Linked DNA regions of Gossypium hirsutum: region 1 is linked to region 2. The links are chromatin contacts, called in public Hi-C maps. All regions are on one chromosome and are shown on one strand. The core of a region is the stretch at or near the end of the contact, and the rest is flanking DNA. Distances in the headings are between cores, read along the strand shown. Region 1 holds the start of LOC107956506 (E3 ubiquitin-protein ligase PUB23). Region 2 holds the start of LOC107953154.

What was found. Hi-C and Micro-C count contacts between places; a contact is called where the count stands out from the background.
Region 1: a contact with region 2 is called in a Hi-C map of seedling, with 1.8 times the contacts expected there. The contact joins the promoter of LOC107956506 here to the promoter of LOC107953154 in region 2. A contact is called at or near these places in 9 of 34 Hi-C or Micro-C datasets (callus, hypocotyl, leaf and 1 more).

What each region holds. Positions count from the first base shown.
Region 1 is chrA07:21,535,262-21,537,961 of Gossypium_hirsutum_v2.1, reverse strand. LOC107956506 (E3 ubiquitin-protein ligase PUB23) reads right to left here and starts at 1,433. Exons shown (of 1, transcript XM_016892142.2): 1 at 1-1,433. The coding sequence starts at 1,204.
Region 2 is chrA07:21,268,942-21,271,641 of Gossypium_hirsutum_v2.1, reverse strand. It overlaps LOC107953154, which reads right to left and starts at 1,396. Exons shown (of 5, transcript XR_005930496.1): 1 at 1,068-1,396; 2 at 450-902; 3 at 13-365.

The DNA of each region.
Region 1 (2,700 bases), core at 184-2,683, 270 kb before region 2:
TGGTTAACAGATAAACAGCAATACAGGGAGAACCATTCCATAAGGTGGAGTGTAATCTAAGGATTCCTCTGGCTTTCTCTTTGACATATGCGGCACAATCTGCTTGCATTACCATGCAAAGCTTTGTTACTGCCCCAACCTTCAACATCTCTACAAGTACATGATTTGTTGCAGCATATTTGGAGATTGATTTAAGTATTTGAACAGCTCGATCATCTGTCGCCGGAGAGACTCTTAGGATCCTTTTAGCCACCATGGCTATGCTCCCGGCGTGGCCTAGAAATTGAGCTCTTCCATCGGCACATGAACAGAGATGTGCCAAGAGATTGATGATCAGTTCCGTGACATGCTTTTCGGGTTTCTCCAGCTCAAATTCGATGAGCTCGAAAATCACATTGGCTTCCATCATTTTGGATTTGTTTCTTCCCCAAAGACATGTTTGGATCAAGATGTGCAAGGCGGATTTGGTAGCTTGTTGAGAGGTTTTGGATTTCAGTACCCGTAACATTTGTTTGAAGAATTCGGGTTTCAACTTCTCCAACAACCTTGAATTAGTGACTTCAATCACCCTTTTCAAGATTACCATTACATGAGTCCTGACAATAACAGGATTCTCAGTCTCACACAAAAGAATCCATGTCAAACAGTCTATGAAATCGCAATTTTGATTTACAAGAGCCTTGATTTCACTACATGGTGTCCAAATAAGATGCAGAATCCTCAAAGCTTGTTCAAGACAGCTAATTTTACCTTGTCTGTGACATGTGATTAATAACAAAATTACAGCCTTCGGGACACCTGCTTCCTCCAGACATTTCCGGTTCCTCTCATTGTCCTTGGCAAGGACTTCCATTTTCTTCAAAGCGTTCATATACAAACTAGGGACCCCAAAGTCACGAATGAGTTTAACAACACGGCTCTTGCTGACAGGAGTTTTGGGTGTGGGAACTAAATCCATGCCATTACTTGCATTTGCTGCAGACCATGCCTGAATCAGCCGCCACAGCGTGTGGTTGGGTGTTAAATCAGAATCCGATGGCAAAGCCTGCTTGGTAACGGGGCAGGTCGTGTCCTTTGAAGTCTTCAACCATTGCTCTATGCTTTCCCTGTCGTAAGTGATGCCTGTAACCGCTGTAACAGGGTCCTTCATGATTTGCAGTGATATTGGACAGATGAAATATTGAGGTATTTCTATTTCATCCATTGATTAGCTCAAATTCTAAGATGCTGAAAATTGCCGAGTTTGCTTAAGAAATACAGAGATGTATACAAAACTGATTAGTCAGGCCACAATGATATGAAAAAGAGACTTACATTGTACATATTTAATTGCGATGGATTGGAAGACTAAAACATTTAGACAATTTGTAAGCAAAGGAGAATTCCGAGTATTCTTAAATGTGTTCTAATTTGTGTACTTGGGTTTAATTAATGTAGCATGCAACAAAGTTTAGAATTTCAATTCTAATATTTTACTAAAAAGAACAAATGTTTTGTTACACGTATAGTATTTACAACCCTAAAAAACCAAAACTAATGTTTTATCTATATTCAGCTGGTTCTACTATTTTCTTGTTTTACCGGTCATAGATTCGCGTGTGAGGGCTTCAATGGTCAAAGCAAGAGGAATAATACAAATCACATTGGTTAGAAGTTTCTTGGGGCTGGTAATTGACCACCACCAGTTGGCAATGGTTTATTGGTCAGGCTGTATGCTTCACGCTAAGAAAAGGCAATGGTGGTCCTGGCCTGCCCCATAAAAACTCCTAGATGCCGGGTGTATGAGTAGTAAACTATGGATTATTATGCTTTTAAAAATTCAATTCAAAGTAGGTAAGATCAGGGCAAAATTTGTAGGCCGCACAACTTGGGGCAATGGGACTTTTGAGGAAAAAGAGAAAATACCAAACCAAAACCATATATAATAACGTCTTGATAATGTAATTAGATAATAATAATAAAAAAAGGTTAATTAGGTTATATATCATTTTATTAAAAAATTAAAAGACTATAAATATAAATAAATTTTTAAATGGAATAATGTTATTTGATTCAGTTATATAAACAGATATTATTAATACATAAAATGTAAATTATATATTCTTTTCTAAAATAAGTAAGGATACTCTTAAATATTAGACTCCCATAACATCATTAGTGACCTTATTCCACACACTCAAAGATTTGCAGTGTGATACTCTTGGTTTTTGAACATTATAAGAACCTCGGTTTGCTCTCTGTCTGATTCAATGTTCAGACAAATGGTCAGACATGTGTTCAAACAATAGCTACTCAAACAAATATTTGAACACAAGTTCGAACAGAACACAAGTATTAATTAAATAAGAGGAGGGGAGAAATAAATACAAATTTGTTAATGCAATCCAGATTCACAAATCTACTCTACAGGGCTTCACTTACTGAATGGTTCTTATTCAACAATCTTCCGGATCACGTATTAGTTAAAGCCCAATCTACCATTATACAAAGAAGTAATTGTAGCCCCAATAATGAACCCAATTATTACAAGTCACTCAACCCAAATGACTTTACAATGCAATTAGTAAAATTATCCAATAACAAGCTTAACACAAGAGTCCAAAATACCAAGTAAATGATACACAAATAGCTCGCCAAAACAACTAAAAAAAGGCACTCTCATATGAACAGCACAACAACCACCAAATTGCTCGCCAAAAT
Region 2 (2,700 bases), core at 147-2,646:
GATCAGTTTTACCTTTGATGAACAGACTGCAAAAAGGATCCTCTGTATTCCTCTTCCTTTGTTTGAGCATGAAGACACTCTTGTATGGAGGGGTGAGTCGTCAGGAGAATTCTCGGTCCGAAGTGGTCACAGACTTCTTTTACAAGAAGGTCGGGATCAATTACATTCAGACCACAAGCAAATTTACAAGAAATTATGGAAAATGAATCTACACCCTAAAATCAAAATTACAATATGGAGAATACTTTGTAACTATATGCCTAGTTTTAGTAATCTTCATTATCGCAGAAAGATGGCTTCCCTTATGTGTAGAAGGTGTCTAACAGGAGCTGAAACAAGGGAGCATATTTTCTGGGCATGTCCTCCTGCAAAAGATATATGGGAACATTTACATATGGCATGGGCTAGATTGGATGAGAATTCAGTATTTACAGATTAGTTGAAAATACCTTTGAGACTAGACCCATGGCTTTGTGTAGAATGATTGTCTGCGCTTTATAGGTGTTATGGATGGCTCGGAACAAATTCATTCATGATGGGGTAAACTAAACTGGCAGTCAGATTGCAAGTTTTGTGCAAGTATATTTAAAGGAACTTGATGATCTAAAAAGTGCTATACCTGGAAGACGGATCTGTGTTGACAGATGGTCTGCGCCGATGGATCCAGATTGAAAGTGAACTTTGACACAGCTTTCAACAACCACACCAAAGAGTCGTGCTCTGGGGTAGTGATTTGTAATAGTAAAGCAGAGATTATCTGTTGTAAAACGGAGATGAACTTGAACATACCGTCTGTTTTTTCTGCAGAAGCAGTAGCGTGTCTTCAGGTACTGAAGCTGAGGTTACAACTTGGGTTGAGGGAGATTGAGGTTGAAGGTGATTCTCGAACGATCATCAGGAAACTGCAAGAGAAAACGGATAGATCGAAAATTTCTGGGTATATCAAAGATGCTCAGTATCTCTGCTGTCAATTTAATCTTTGTGTTTTTCTTTTCACAAACAGGGAGGCTAACAGAGTTGCCCATTGTTTAGCAAAAGAAGGACTCAAGAAAAGAGAATCTACTTACCTGACAAATATGGTACCTCTTGGTGCGGTGGAGGCGATGGCTGAAGACAGGAGGAGGATGGAGGTCGTGGGTGAGGTTTGGGGAAGAAGAGATGAAGAAGTTGGAGAAAGTTTTCTGCAATTTTGATTTTGCTGAGAGTTCCAATGGGTTTTGATCTTTCAATGTACATCGGGGTATTGAAGAGGTTTTGATGGGATTGATATGAGGGTAATTAAGTTTTCTGATGACTTTTTGTTTCCCCATACGTTTCTTGTTTATTTTTTCAAAAGGGGTTTTAATTACTGGAGTACAGCTGGAGAAGACGTTTCTAGAGCTCCCCTTTTTTTTGCTGTTTGCTGGATCTTGGTTGTTGGGTTGTTTTTTCTTTTGGTGTTTGTTTTTGTTTTTTGGTTTTGGCTTTTGTGGGCTTTTCTTTGTTTATAAGTTTGGACTGGTCTTTTATGACCCATGTCATTTTGGTTTTACTTTTGAGTTGGTTTATTATAATAAAATCCAGCAAATTTTTCTTCAAAAAAAACATTGAATTATTCACTTCTACAGACAATAACTTTGCCGCAATCTCATCATCCATTTATCACATGGTATGAACATATACAAAAATTCCAAATCAAAATTAAGATATCTACATCTCATTAACACATAAGAACTAAAACGTCTCATATTGAACTAACCAATCAACCATGCAACTACTCCATTCATATATCCACACTTATAACATCATGCTTTGCATAAACCAAAATATTTCAATATCATGATCATGAATAAAGCATCATGCAACAAGAAAAAATTGAAAAGTTTGAAAAATTCTAAAGAATTAAACAACTTAACATACTCTCTCCCACACTTAAACTAAACATTGTTCTTAATGTTCACTACAACACCTCATTGAAAGAGCTCATCTCCACATGAATACTCAACTTATACCAATAGAATATCTAAATAGTCCACTGATAATTTCACATGAAACCCAATTTTTCAATTTATAAACTAGTAAGACACTACAAAAGATCCACAGAGCTTGGAAATGGTAGGCAAGAAGGAAAATCAATAAGACACTAAAAGAAAGAACAAAAAAATTCAAAAGACCCGCCTGATAATTTCACATGGAACCCAAATCTTTCGATTTCTTAGTCATTTGATGGGAAAACATTTTCTTGCTTTTAATTACCATTAATAATTTGTTTCATTTATATAACCTTTATTGACTCTTCCCCTCCTCCTCCTTCTCCTCCTCTTCTTCTTCTTTTGTTGTTACTGTTGTTTGTTTTTGCTTCCTTTTGTTCATTGATTTCCACTTCAAAAGAACCCCCTAAAAAAAAACTGAAAAAATGGGTTTTTATGTGGAATTATCAAGAGGTAGTTCTTTTGAAACTTTGTTCTTATTTTTATTTTCTCTCATTGGTCTTTTTTCTTGTTGACCATTTTAGGTTTTGTTTAATTCTTTCTCATTATTTTTTTTTGAAGTGGATTTAAAAAATTTTCTGCCTTTTTAGGGTCTCCGTTTTAGTTTTATCATTATGATACTCGTAAATGTCCACTCAACAAGAAAATGAAATGTAAATAAAAAAAAGTTAACCATCCAAATGGAATATGTTAGCTTTAGGATTAAAATCAAGCAATTTGAAAAATAGAA